2 separate regions of the Mus musculus genome follow, and region 2 is linked to region 1. Evidence: chromatin contacts called from public Hi-C data. All regions are on one chromosome and are shown on one strand. The core of a region is the stretch at or near the end of the contact, and the rest is flanking DNA. Distances in the headings are between cores, read along the strand shown.

Region 1 (7,503 bases), core at 2,760-5,259:
CTTTTAACAAATGCATTTAAAATTTTTATTTATTTATTTTACAGGCTATGTGTGTGTGTGTGTGTGTGTGTGTGTGAGAGAGAGAGAGAGAGAGAGAGAGCGCCAAGTTCATGCTAAGTATGCGCTTGCCCAGTGAGACGCGTGTCCAGCCCGTTTGTGTTATTCACTTAGATCTCTGAGAGCATCACAAAGCCTGTGTGTGAGACCATTGTGCTTGCTCTGTAGGCATGAACTTGAAACTCACAGGATTGAAAGAGTCTGCTGGGTACCATGCAGCCCGTAAGTCCTGGGACCCCCATCTGAAACTCCATTTAAGTCTTCAGTTTGGCCTGTTGTTCAAGGTGGTGCATACCTGGTGATGGAGAGGGCTGCAGGTAGTCAGCAGGTGTCCCTGACAGGAAGTCTGCTCCGAGCACGTTTCTCTAGCCAGTTTTTCCCTGAGATAGACCACAGCAGATCAGAGTCAGGGACCTTTGTGGAGGCCTGGTGCCCTGACCAAGAGGAAAGGGTCAGGTAGCAGTAAGCGCATCCTGACATGGGGTTCCTCTGACACGCTTTAATTGTTGCTGATGGTCTCAAGCAGCTACAGGCCTGGCTGCTCCTTAAGGGGATTTGTATTTGCCGTGGGCGTGGTGAAGTGGGAGACTCTGGCTGTAGAGTGGGGAACGTTAATGATATTGCTTTAGCCTAGTATTCACTCTCCCTGACTATGCAAAGGAAGACAGCCAGGAAGTAATGCCAGAGTAGAGCACACACCACTGGTCGGACTTAGGAAATGATAAAGAGAAGGCATGGCCTTTCCTAATTCCTCTCATGCCAAGGGCTGTTAGAAAACAGCCAAACTACTCAGAAGACAGAAGATGCTAGTTGGACACTCTCAAGGGACACATTAGTAATTGAAAGAAGGGGGCCCAAAGGCAAGGTGTGGTGCCACATACCTCTAATCCCAGAGTTCAGGACGCTGAGATGGGAGGACAGTAACTTCACTGCCAACCTGTGCTACATAGAGAGTTCTAGGCCAGCCTGTGCTACATGCAGAGTTTTAGGCCAACATGTGCTACATAGAGAGTTCTAAGACAGCTTGTGCTACATAGACAGTTTTAGACTAGCCTGTGCTATAGAGAGTTCTAGGTCAGCTGGAGCTGCACGGGAAGAGCCCATCTTAAAATACAGAGAAAGAAAGGAAGACAGAGGGGGTGGGGAACTAAATCACTCAAGCAATGCACACATCCCCTCACTCTTGAAACAACTCTGAAGGGAATCTCCCACCATTCCTTCTGTTCTTCACCAGGGGAAAATCTCAAGCATAAAAGAGTATAAGGAAATTCCCTAAAGTCACGTTGACAGAAAAAGGCAAAGCCATGTCTAGCTCCAGGTTTGGCTAAGTGTAGACTTGGTGCTCTCAACCATTTCCGCCATTTTTGATGCTGCTGTCCTGTGGTTTACATGTCACATGCAAACATGAACTTATCGTCTATCTAAAAATAGTTTCCTCTCAGCTTGCTGGCTTTGTCGCGGTACTGACTCCTCACCATGGGGATTCTCAGCCACAGTTTACTAACCACACAGTGTCCAATTAGACGTCACAATTTCTATCCAAATAATTTTCCTGAGTTGGCAAGACCAGGCCAAGTTCTCGCCTGGGGATAGCCAGTCCCTACATAGGAAAGGGAGCCAGCGCCATCTCCACCTGGCTTGTCACAGCAGAGCACAGACCCAGAAACCATCCCTCTCACATCCCTTCACAACAGAGATCTGCTCTGCTCCATCCAGCTGCCGGCTGCTTACAGTTCGCCTTAGGCAATCTGCTGCAATTTTCCATGTCCCGATCTTATCCTCTATTAAAAAAAAAAAAAAAAGATGGGAAATATAATGAGCTGAAAGAATTCTGATAGCAGATGCAGACATCAAATTACACAGGTAGTAATCACACAGATTAGAAAACGTAATGAATACAGTATTCAAGCTGAATGCAGACAGTAAATGTTTCAGTCTGATACAAGCTACTTGTTAATAAAGTGAGATAACAATTGTCGCCTTATTAAAACTAGAGTCGCCTCTGTTTTCTTAGGGGACACATGTCACCCAGACCTCTGGACTGAAATGAACTGAAACTACACAGAGGACCGAATGGGCCTGGCCCACGTCCTCAGTTTCTGACTGCACTGCACAGCTCTGCAATTATTCATTACAGGCTGTTTTAGAAATTTGTCCTCACGTCCCTGGGCTCTTTTGTGAAAAATGCATTATTCATGGTATGTTATACACAGAATGGTACTGATTTGGGAGTCAGGAAACCTGGGTGTTAGTTCCAACTTCCGTCGTTAGATGTTGGGGCCTTGACTAAGGAAGAGTGTCGTGGGAATATTAAGTGGTCTGCTCCAGGGGTAAGGAGTGAGGGGGCATGTTGTCTACAGAGAACGTCAAACAACAATAAAATTGACTGAAGTCAGTCTGCTTTTTATTATCACCACGTGCCATCCATACAATGAAAAGATGTTCCTAACCCCTCAAATCACTTGGTCTGTGTTTGAAGGAATGCATTTTAACAAATAAATAAATTAGTAAGTACATTTGCTTCAAATTAGCACATTTATATTATTTAAAACAAACATATTTCACAAGGAGATAAATTTACAAATCGCACGGTCATGCACACAAAGGCAACGACAGACAACGTGCACAGGATACTTATGGTGGTTTGGAGCCATGAAAGATCCTTGGAGTTCTGTCTTTGGCCGTATGTCCTGACACACTCTTAAATAATAGATGTGGGATAAACAGTGCTTGCCGGGATTACAAAGACAAGACACAGAACTTGAGTTGATTCAAATCTGTTATTCTCTTCGACAACCTGGAAGTTTTAACCTACAGCGTCCAAGCCCAAACAGCGTGACTTGTGAGGTAGAAGGTCTTTGTTTGGTGAGTTAGACATTTCAGTTCCTTCAGGAAATACTGAATGAATTTTGAATGATAGTTTTAGATGGAGATCCACGTTGCTTTCAAACTAAAGGGGAAAAAAATCAATAAACAAAGGATAACAATAGGTCAAGATCCATCCCATCACTGACAACTTAGTGTGCTCTATAGAGGAGGGTGGCACTAAAGTGATCTGCCGGGACTGTCACAGAGGCTAGGTGACACCGGGCATGTGTTTCTGCCCGTGTACAGCTTGTCTCAGAGTAGAATATCACTTTTCAGGGAAGGTCCTCGGCAGCACTGGTTCTGCCAAGCTTCTCCACCAACAGTTCTAGTTTTAAGTAGGAAATACTGAACCTCCTGTGTCTTCTTGGACATGTGTGCTTGGATTCATGGCTTTAAGGACTCTCACCTAGATTTTAGAGAAAAAAAATATACATTAAACTCAATTATACCCAAGAACCACCAGATCCCTACTTTCTATTCTTAGAGAAAGAGGAGAGTTTTCATTTTGGAGTTGGGAGAGGAGCACTGGTGAGTGATGTTTAGAAAGGAAACATCTTTTGCCATCCTGGAGCCTTTCGGATGAACTTTGGGTTGAGTCTGTGGTTCTCAGATCTGTTGCATGTTGAATCCTCTGGGCAGCTTTGTTGAAAGTCCCACATCCTGGCTGCAGTCTAAAGCGATGACATCCACGTCCATGGGTGTGACCTCTGCATCATTGAGTCTAACATGCAGCTCAGTTGGAGCAGGCATGAGTTTTCTGTATCTTTGGGTCCTTCGCAGATATCAGCATGGATCTCCAGAACTCTGTGTCTCCACCACAACTCACTCCTAAGAACAACTGGGGGCAGGAAGACAAAAAGTTCCATGACCTGCTAGCCCAGCCACACTACAGTGCCAGGCAAAGGGCCTGCTGAGGAGCCCTACTTCCCAGACTACCTTGGTGACCTGAACCAGCGAGGTTGTCTGGAGCCTGTCAGAAAAGAGGATGCCATTAATAATAATAAAAAACAAATGGTCCCGTCAGCCAAAACCCCAGAGAAGTTGAGAAACGGGCTATTTGTGCATGAAGATGGTACCCAGATGCCTTGGATTGTGAGAAAAGCCAGAGTAGAGCAGGCGTGCAGCTGGTTCCCCCATTTCCAGGCTGATTTGTCGATTAACCTCCTGGAATTTTGAGCAGCGGCTCGTTGAGCCTGCTTCTCTCAATAGCCCACATAGGCCTTGCCTCTGGGACACAGTGTGCATTAAAAAGTTAACATTTATCACAGAGTTCAGCGCTCCATCAATATCTCATTGAACAGAGCAAAACAGCTCAGCTTCAGTGAGGCAAACCTTGCGGGAAGATAAATGCTAACATTTTCTTGAAAGCCTCGGCAATTATTCAAAGGCCCACCCCCGTGTCCCACCCTTCACCCCAGGTCTCTTCTCTCTCCTTTTGCCAGGATCTGCACCTACAATCCTTATTCGGCAAAATTCCCAGAGCCATTTTCTGTTTCTCAAACCCGTGGGCAGCGCCGCCGACATCAGCGGATGATCTGTGAGTTTTATCAGCAGCAGAATCGAGTTCTTGAGAACATAGTCTGGCTAGTACTGATTTCACAAACTGTTCCCAAACGGAGCGGCTGTTCCCTGACAACCCCACTTGGAATGAGAGATGCGAATCCTGAGGCCACATAGTTGCCCCCGAAGGCAACTCTGTATCACTCTTGTTCATAACAAAGGCTGTGCTTCCTGTAATGACTATAGAAATAAGTAGCATGGAGTCAGAGGAAGTTTGTCTGCACCCTGAGCATGCTTGCAGTGCGTACAGAGGCAAGCAATGCCGACTGCTTGTTGGACTCAGTCCTCCTCCTCCAGCAGGTAACTCTGTATCATCCCAGCTAGGCCTCCCGCTGCATTCAGTGGTGAATACTCCCTTTAGAAAGGCTGTTAATGCTTGTAACATCTTCTGCAAGTCCTATGCATTTAACCAGTTAGAGTTGGTCACTAACGTCCCACCCGCCAAATCCCATCTGGGGCTCTTTGCATTCATCTGCCATCTTGAAGTAATCTAGCATATGACTACTTCCAGTATGTTTGCTGCAGAATAGTAAGATCAGTTATACACAGAGACATTTTGTGGGGCCAGTAAGATGGTTCAGTGGGTAAAACCCTTCCCATACAAAGCCTGACAGGTTGAGTTCTAGCGGCTGGGGAGACAGGAGATGGATGTACCCTCAGTCACTTGGGACATCTAGTAGCCTGAGCTCTGAGTCTCACCCAATAGCTATGTAACACTCATGATGTCTATCGGGAGCACAGGAACCCCAGCCTCCTTATCAAATATGTCTATTGCAAGAGGCCAGCCCAGAGGCTGGAAGGATTTCATGACATGTAGCGTGTAAATTGCCCAGTAAACTTGGCATAACCCCAAACCCCCCAAACTTCTGGTCAGAACCCAGCTGCTAGGTGAGGAGCCCCTGCCTCATGGTTTGAGTGAATTTGAGACTTCATAGCTGGAAACTCACTGACTGAGAAAAGGGAATCATTTTCCCTTTAAACCTGACAGGTCCCAGACATCAGCTCCATCTACCCACTCTGAAATTATAGTATCATGATCCTACACAAAGGCTTGGGAATATGATGCTATATTTAGGTAAAGATCAAGTTAAATAATTCCATCAGACAATCTTAGAGTGGAGGCCTTATTTTTGAAGTACAGAAAGATGAATTTAAAGAGATCAAAGCTGACCAAATCTGCATTCAAACCACAAAGGATCTTACCTCTCTGCAGACTGACTTTCCTACCTTCCTTCTTTCCTTCCTTCCTTCTTCCCTCCCTCTCTCTCTGTATCTCTCTCTGTGTATCTCTCTCTCTCTCCTTTTTTTAATTTCTTCTTTAAGATCTAAGATTTTTGACACTGAAGGGAAGGAAAGAGATTTCTGAAAGCTACAGCCGACTTTAGTGAGGAAAGCGCCCAGGTGTATGGATTTAATTCCCATCATTGTCTTCTCAAACAGCAATGAAGGAAAAAAGCCTAAAGCCCTTAATGAGCGCAACAAATTGAGGGGCCTGTGTTACTGTTTCCACCAGGGTGTGTTTGGACATCAATCCCTCTACTAAATAACCTAATTGTCACTGGGAAAACAGGTTGGGAGAGGATGGGGAGAGATTATGGTATCTCAAATCTAGCATTCAGCCCCATATTTTCCACAAAACTAAGCAACAATTTCACATTTTTTTTCCTAGCCTCTTTCAAACTCCTTTACAGAATCAAGAGAAAGGAAACCTAGGCCGCCACAGAACCAGGCAGCGTTGAGCAGTATTCAGACAGAGCCCGAGTCCTGTTTCTTATTTATTCTGAACAACTTGCCGTCTGGTAATATTTTTCTGTTCTATTTTTAATGGCTATAAAGTTTCTATCACATTCAGTAATTATCTTCAATCTCAAAAGGAGAGGGGAAATTCTACAATAAGAACAACATGAGACATTCAGTGCGCAGGTGCCAGATAGTGTTGTTTTGTTTAGTGGGGATGAGATTGTAAAAATATGGTTCTTTATAAATGATGTTCTCAAGCTTATTTATAGACACCGTGACACTCCCTCTTAAACTCTTTATTTAATTGCTAACAGAAACGTTATTTCAAAGGGGAATTAGGGCGGTGAAAATATATTTTAAAGTGGTAGAGTCTCCAGAGCGATCCAATTGTTTCTCTCTATCATCAGCTACAGCTACTTAGGAAAAAAGAAGTTGGGAGGTAATTTAAGCCACAGCACACAACAAACAAAAGCGTTTTAAATTTCTCAGGAGCAAGCTGTGCTGTGCTACATCTTGAAGGAGATGGGAAGGGCTATCAAGGAGAATTTATTGTCTGGTGGCCACCTCTAGTTATTTAGTGAAAGTTGAGAGCAAAAAAAAAAAAAAAAAAAAATTCAGTGGTGGCTAAGAACACAGGGGTAAGCTCTGCTTTAAGGAAGTGTGTGTGTGTGTGTGTGTGTGTGTGTGATGGGGGGTGGGCTTTGCCAACAGTTCCATTTTTTAGATAGTACATCTAATGATTATACTAGGGTATTATGGTTACTATTGAAAGACTAAGACATGAACCACAACACTACAATTCACTAATCATGAATACGTATCATGATACAGTCAGGTTAAATGTATCTACCACACTTACCATTCACCATGGAATCCGTGAAAGCTAATTCTTTCCACTTATTGATAATGCCTATCAGATGGACATAAGAAAAGTAAATAAAATATTTTCCCCCAAAGGAAAAAAATCCAAAATCAAAAATACTCTACATCTGTCAAAGCATACGCATACTCGTTAGAGCCTCCTTCAGTTAAGTCATCTCTCTGTTTTGTTCATAATTCAGTATTCTAAGTTCATACTCTATCTGAGAATCAGGCTGATGAGAGTTTACTACAGAAAGGCCTTGGAAATACTATCCCATTCACTTGATAATCAAAAGACACTGTGAGGGGTCTCGGTTGTCAGTAAAGGAGTCTGATAGAGGAGAACGGAGGGCATCAGATGTATCCTCACAGAGTGACCTCAGATTTCTCAGTGCATCTGCAAGGGACATGAGGTAG
Region 2 (7,503 bases), core at 2,350-4,849, 100 kb before region 1:
TGTAAAGAGCATCTGGTTGGCTTCCTCTAAGGAGGGCACCAGGGCAGGGGCTGGCCTGTGAAATTGCACGGATGCGATTCATGCTTGAGATAGCAGAGAATTGTATTATTGGATCTCCCTTTGCTGTGTGGTTAGAAACACTTTGGTGTCTTGTTTCCTGGCGATTATCATCAACATTACCATTCGTGACATTTACTAAACATTTGCTGCTTCCAGGCACGGTGCTGAACCTTTCACGTGAATTATCCCACTTAATCTCACATGGCCCCCTGCAGCCTGATAGTTCACACGCTTACCGATGAGGAAACTGAGGATCAGGTTGGCTCAGGGATGTGCTTGGGGCAGTCAGCTTCAAAGGGGTTAGGCTGGGATTCAAATGCATGTGGTCTCATTAATCACCCCATCCTGTTCTTGTTCAATAGCTCAGCTCCAAGGCTTGCAAACATCCAGAGATCAAGTGTGCACAGCCCCAGACCTTATGCACTTCCCCTGAAACATATTTATAGCCCTATTCCATCTAATTATCAAACTGGCTTTCCTCTCTTTTGTTCTCTTTCCTTTTATTTGAGTTTAGGACATTTCTACTGGATGTCAAATGTTAAATTCAATGTCGTATTGAAATACAGTGTTAAAACATGGGGTCCCACTCCCAGGGAGATAACAGGACAATCCAAGATTGCTGTGAGTAAATCATTAGTTGAAGCATGGTTCTTGTTCCTCTGAGAACCCTAAGGAGTAACATTCAACTTATTGGGAATTGGGAAGAACCCTTCTAGAGGAAGTTGTTAAAGGGCTGAGTTTTGAAAAATAGGTGCTAACTCACTTGAAAGGTGTGGAGGCAAACAATGGCTGAGGAGCTGGAGACACGAGTCCTGGAGTGAGACGGGCTGGGAGAAATGGGCAAAGGGCCCATGCAAGAGGAGATTGGGGGACTGGCAGGGTCCAGAAGGTCCTAGATGAGAGATTCTAGACCAGTGAAGCAGATGGTTAGGTCTGGGTTCCAGAAGATTTTCAGGTGGGGAAGCTGCCTGAAGGGGAGAAGTTAGAAAACAGAGATTCGATTCAGAAGCAGGCAGGATGAGGGACTTGAAGTGTGGAGTGGGTAGGAAAACATAGGCAGAGAAGGTCTAAGAGTCTTAGATGAGCTGTGGTCTATAAGTAAGGAGGAAAGCTGGCCACCGGGAATGTGATGGTAGTGACCGTGTACTGGGTGGCGGGGGTGGTGGTGGTGGGGCAGAGTGATCTCAGGAGTTTGATCTTGAAGGACAGAGTAGAGGGCACAGAGGAGATGGCCAGGAGCCTGTGGGTAGACTTGGTGATTCAGGTGACAGCATCATTAAAACAATTTGGACTTTTATCTCAAGACCTGATCCCAAAGAGTATATGTTCTCCAATTTTATCCAGATCTCAAATTTTACAAAAATCACTTAAATGTCATGATTTCTTTGTATGGTGGAAACAGCAGATCTTTTCTTTTCTTAAAAAAAGATTTTGGTTTTTATTTATTATATGTAAGAACATTGTAGCTGTCTTCAGACACTCCAGTAGGGGGCATCAGATCTCATTACGGATGGTTGTGAGCCACCATGTGGTTGCTGGGATTTGAACTCAGGACTGTCAGTGCTCTTAACTACTGAGCCATCTCTCCAGCCCAGAAACATCATATTTTATATCATATATTCAGGAAAACCAAGAAAATTACAAATTATCAACCATGCTATTCACTTGAGGCGTATATATTTGGTGGTTATTTTCTTTTTTACTTTAAAGTTGTTATTACAAAGTTGAAAATATATATATATATATATATAATGAAATTAACCAGACTCAGAGACAATCCAGTGAGCTTCTCTACAGTAGGAGTAGGTTTTCAGGACAGAAGCTGTGGAGATTCACACTGGTCTTATACTTTCACCACCCAATGGGACTCCGCAAACACTTAGCCTGCTTTCTTCTTCCCTTCCATGCTCACTCATCTTCTTTCCCTTTCTTTTGTGTGTAGTTACTTAACTACCCACTCACCTGTTCATTTGTTCTCTTGACATCTATTTGACATCAAATCTATGTCTGGTACTGTCGGTCCATAAACAAGCCAACAAAACCACTCCCCAAGGAGCTCGAATTCGAACTGGAGGGATTTGGGCAATATCAACAAACATGCTGAGTGGAAAAAAAATTCTATTGGGATGTTGCTCACTTCAAGCAAAAAAAACAAAAACAAAAACAAAAACAAACAAAAAAAACGTATGTAAAATTTTAGTTCACACTACAGAGAAAAAAATTAAAAAATTAAAGTGGTTATAGTGCACTAGGTGAAGGTTTGAATGTTGCACAGAATGATCTAGAAGTAGCCCTCTAAGATCTGAGGCATTCGGTACTGGCCTGAAAGGAAAGGAATTGAGCCATGCTGCTTATCCAAGTAAAACGGGTTGAAGCAGAGGGATGCGCATGTGTCCATGCCTGGTTGAGGGATGCTTCACGTATTTATGGCTGGAAAATAAAGCCAAAGCAAGAATACTACAGAGCTACTGGGTAACTGACTGAGTGGAGAATTTTCTGGAAAAGGAGCATGAAGGGCCTTCTCGAGGACTGTTTTTATGTTCGGCACAGAGATTACAGTGGTCCTGGTAGGGTTGTGTTAGAGGGGCTGGGAAGCAATTGGATCCCTGCCTGTTCTGAAAGCAGGGCTTGAGGCCAGTGCAGTGTCTCTGTGGGTTAAGATGCTTGCTAGAAAGTCTGACAACTTGAGGTGATTCTGGGGAACCTATGAGATGGAAGGAGAGAGCCAACTCTTGCAAGTTGCCCACTGACCTCCACAGGCCTGCCGTGCCATGTGGGTGCGTCGTGGATGTGTGTGTGTGTGTGTGGAAGGGGCAGGGACTGGAGGAATGTGAGATGCAGTGATCATCATCCACTCTTCTGTCTTGAGCGAAGAGATTGGAGCTTTAGTTCACTGGCATGTGTTGTGTTAGCTACTCAGACATCAATAGTTCACGTAGTTGATACATAACTTTGTATCTTGCCTAGTCCTACCACTTCCAACTTGTTTTCTCAAAAAGAAAATTAAAGGAAGATGAAAATAAGATATACTTCTTTTTCTGCTTCCCCCCAGCTCTACCCTTTTTATGTCAGAAAAAAAAAGTGAGTGAGTTAAGCTGTGTATTTTGAATTTTGCTTGTGACAGAACTTGGCCAGAGGCTGCACTCTATTTGAACTCTATGGCCAGTAGCCAAGAGAAATAAAATCGAATTAATGTTAATTTTCCTAACCCCTTTCTGTGCCTTTTCAGCAAAATAAAACTACCCATGAGTGAACTGGCCAAAAAAAAAAAAAAAAAAAAAAAAAAAAATTTAAAACAGACCCTATACTACTAAATCCAGCCATTGATCTTGCAAAAATATTTTTCTCCACAGTTCTGTTTAGTTATAAATAATAAGGTATTTTACCTTTCTCCTCCTCAGTCAATCTTTATTTGTCTTTATTTCTTTGGAAGACTTGTACACAACATGTGGGTTCGCTCGCACTGGGCTGTGCTGAGTACCCAGGCTTGGCTGGACATTCAGCTGCTAACTTTCTGGGTGTGGAAAGAGCTGTCAGGAGAGACAACCAGCAGAGTTACTCAACTACATCTCAATCGGTTAGCCCTTTCAGTCCGAGAGATCATTAGGAAAGCTCTGGTGTTCAGCATTTCTAGGGGGGAGTATTTCTCGTTTATGAACTTGGCATCAATGGATGTTCTTGTTGCTCTGTTGGTGAGAGCCATCAGCTGCTACCGCTCCTGGGCTGCTCTCTTACCAGTTTATAAAACAGTTGAACTGTGGATAAGAAGAGCAGTAGTCTCTTAGAGGCACAGCCTTTCTCCACAACAAGATGCTCTAAGGCAAAGCCTTATGCTAGGATAGCTCCATGGTGGTTTAGAAGACTCTTACCTGTACCAACCCACTTCCCCAAGCTTAGATCAAAGAACTAAGCAAGCAAAGCAAAGGGAATGCAATCGTCTAAGCAACCCTGATGCCACCACCAGCATCCTATTTTAAGAACCAGGACACCTAGGTCAAGAGAGTGAAGAGGCTGCTCAGAATCATCCAGCAAGAGAGCATCAGAGCTCAGCTTTGCATAGGACATGGCTACAAAGGGCCTTGAGATTGCCATGATGACACAAACACATCTTTTTATACTTGCGCTTGAATCTCTTCTAAATTGAGGTTATGAATTGGGGCAGTGCCCTGTCTGGTCTCACCCAAAGAAGTTGCCTCCTCATAGACTTTCTCTTATGCCCGTTCTCACTGGGGAGATATGAAGTGGATATTTCTGGTCTCTTTGGAGACTCAGTTGTGTCACGTGCTGTTTTTTCTGGAAGCTGTCTTATGAGGCGATGTTTTGCTAAAACAGACACATGGTATTTTTCTGGAAACTGTTTTGTGAAAGGGCATGTGGTGTTTTGCTGCAGTAGACGCTTGAGAGGGCGTGCGATGTTTAGAAAGAATATAAACAGAACTCCACAGACAGTAGGAGGACACTCTTGCATTGGTTCACCTTGCCACGTTCCCCTGGTCTTTGCTGATGATGCTCTTGCATTGGCACACCTTGTGGCATTAAGCTGGTCTTCATTTATGTTCACTTGTGAGTTCATAGTGAGTAACTCACGGAAGAACTCCTTGTGGTATGCCAGCTGCCTCTCAGACTTGTGCCAATTTTGGGGAGCCTCAAGGTTATTATGGATTGAGCCTTTGCGGCTGATGTGTGTTTGGTGACACTATTGGACTCCACTGCTGGTATCCTGACAATGAAAATTAGAATTTCCCCAAGAACTACTTCCAAACAGGTCCACACACCCTTTGTCCTATTAACCATCTTCCTCCCCTACCTTTGTTTGGTGGGCTATAAGGGAGATTGAAACATTTAAGAATCTTTATTAAAGTAGGTTTTGAAAAAAGCAGTGCCTACAAAGATGAGGGTGGGTGGAGAAGAACCATAAGACATGCAGTGGAGCATCACAGAAATGTGAGCAGGGCAGTGAGCAAGAGCTGTGAAGCAGAGAGCCTTCCTTCTATCTATCTTGACCCCTTGAGAGCTATTCCTACTGAGAACCCAGTTGGAAGTCCTCTGCAGAACCTATTTGATAGGGTGTCCTTGCTGTGTGTTTCCATCTCTGCCCACGAGGTGTGGTAACCAGCTGCCAACCATTGTAAGTGTTCTCTGAGGACACATGGGAATATGATGTTCTATATATCTCACTAGGGATGTTGGTCCATCTCACTCATTCCTTCTTGACTTACAGTTTTTCCTCAAGCCCCTGAAATGGTTACAAAGAACTTTTGAAGGGACCTAGTGTCAGGTCCATCCTCATCTTGGGAGAATTGTTTTATTTTATTTCATTAAAAATATTTTTGTTTCTGTAGACCAATATTTGAGAAGCTATGAACATACATTCACAGACTCTAAGCTTTCCCAGTGTGTAGAAAGCATTAGGTTGTCACCACCTGACAATTCCAATCACAATTCAAAGCTTGAACTGACAGCTAGAGTCTGTTGGGTCAAGTTTAAACATATCATGTCACAGTCCAGAAATAAGCTTTTTTGAGTTGTGCGTCTTGACTGTTTATCTTGCCGCTCAGCTAGATGGTTCATTTCTATTTCCTCCTCACAGTCCTCGGTCCTCATCTCAGCTCAATGCTTTATTTCATTATGAAAATCGGGCAGTCCAGAGGGAACTTTCACAGGCTACAGTGGCTGTATTCTCCTACCAGACGCACCTATTCCTGGGTGCCACACGTCCCAGGTTGCCATAAATGAGCTGTCTGGGATAAATGCTTCAATGACATGTGGAGTACTGGCCATTCTTTCTCACTCAAAACAGGCTTCAGTGCCTGCTATCTTTTCTTAAGTACAAACTATCCCCTGCCCAGCCTTGTCCCATTCACACACAAATCTACTGTAATCCCCCACACAAGGTTAGGCAGACCCTTTTCTTCAGCTCACATCATTCCCTTCTCACGGCCAGTTTTACCATCTCTGGTTATGTCAAACCCCCTGAAACTGATAACCTGACTTCTCCCTTTCATCTCGCTCCACTCTCCTATGAATGCCCTCTAACCTGGGTTCTACCTACACCACTCTGTGGGAATAGCTCCAGTCAAGGTACCAATGAACAGCATGGGTTTCAGCAAAGACTTGCCTACCCAGCGTTGCTTAACAAAGGTTCCCCAGAGGCTCTTCTGAACAATCAAGCAGGCTTCCCAAGAGAAGGGGAAAAAATCCCCCAACTGCTTCCCAGATTTGAATCCATTGCATGTGGAGCCCTACATGGCATGACAACTTTTTGACAAGAGTGAGCCACACAAAGAAAAACATAAGCAGATCTCTAGGTCTGTATATTCAAGGGGGGCATGGGCAATTATTGTTCAGTGAATCTGGACTATTGCCTTGTATATGTTAAGGGTGTGCTCTATCACTAAGCTACATCCATATCTGTTGTTGGTTCTTGTTCTGCGATGTGATCAAACTGCTGCCCTTTTAGGCTACACAGCACACCATCCCTGGCCATGGGCTCTCGGGGGAGGTGACTGTGGACAATACAGCTTTGTGAACTCGTGAGCCTTGGAAAACAGCAGTAGAGAGAATGATTTTGAAAGACTCAGGGTGTATTGCGGTGAGGTATGCACACCCTCCTGCCAACCAGGAGGAAAGGGGTTTCCATTCTTATTTTATGAACTTGGGCTATTTCTCCTTTGTCTTCTCATGGGGTAGTCATCATTCCATTTCCTTCTAGAATGAAAAGGTGATTTATTTCCTTAGAAGAGGTCTGAATAAGGGCAAGAGGCAATGTAAGTGCAGCTAAGCTCAAGGTAAATCAGTCATTCAGAGGAAACTATTTTATACTAATTCTTTTTTAAAAAATAATTTATACTTATCAATGAACTTACTTCCACCTTTTAATTTTTTAATGAGGTTATAAATTTTAGAAATTCAATGAGGTTTTTAAAACTTAGTCACAAGATTTTGATAGTATGAAACAATATTTATTTCAGATACTAATATATATAAATATATATTAGATTATATAATAAATAGATGAGTTATGATATAATATATAATACATAATATATAACTAATAATACATAATATAATATATACTACATAATATATATGAACTATATATAGTATTATATATAATACTATTAATATTTTATAAAATATATGTGTAGTATATATGGTATTATACTTATACATTATGTATATTATACTATTACATATGTACTATATATATTATATATTATGTGTTATATTTTTAAATAATATACTCAGAATTGTTATTGATCTCTTTGGGTTGCTGTATGTATCAAAAGCTTATGTTGCACTTTTGTCATACATTCAGACTACTATATTAGCAATTGAGATGTCACTATCTAGTGTCATTTGTAATTAGACCTGCATTTGAACTTCCAGTCTACTGATGAGTGAACTGAAGTTTGTTACCATGGAGGAATGGGGCTTACTGGA

The links. Hi-C and Micro-C count contacts between places; a contact is called where the count stands out from the background.
Region 2: a Hi-C map of uterus shows a contact between it and region 1, with 4 times the contacts expected there. The contact joins two enhancer-like sites. A contact is called at or near these places in 1 of 15 datasets of contacts at CTCF or cohesin (large pre-B cells), 17 of 484 Hi-C or Micro-C datasets (bone marrow-derived dendritic cells, bone marrow-derived macrophages, cardiomyocytes and 10 more), 9 of 115 datasets of contacts at active chromatin or transcription factors (the 230-238 cell line, acute myeloid leukemia, craniofacial prominence and 5 more) and 4 of 9 other capture datasets (adipose tissue, embryonic tail, liver and 1 more).

What each region holds. Positions count from the first base shown.
Region 1 is chr6:50,809,972-50,817,474 of GRCm38.p6, reverse strand. It overlaps C530044C16Rik (RIKEN cDNA C530044C16 gene), which reads right to left. Exons shown (of 5, transcript NR_045984.1): 5 at 2,581-3,331. Gm31455 (a long non-coding RNA gene) reads left to right here. Exons shown (of 5, transcript XR_869068.3): 2 at 4,368-4,462; 3 at 6,155-6,284. Among named protein-coding and RNA genes, the nearest start is that of Gm31455, 8.5 kb to the left of the region's middle. Within about 2 kb of position 4,009, at least 11 of the 459 cell types and tissues checked have an H3K27ac peak or open chromatin away from gene starts, as enhancers often do. A contact at or near this core is called in uterus, where this site is marked.
Region 2 is chr6:50,911,432-50,918,934 of GRCm38.p6, reverse strand. No RefSeq gene overlaps it. Among named protein-coding and RNA genes, the nearest start is that of Gm31631, 6.2 kb to the right of the region's middle. Within about 2 kb of position 3,599, at least 4 of the 459 cell types and tissues checked have an H3K27ac peak or open chromatin away from gene starts, as enhancers often do. A contact at or near this core is called in uterus, where this site is marked.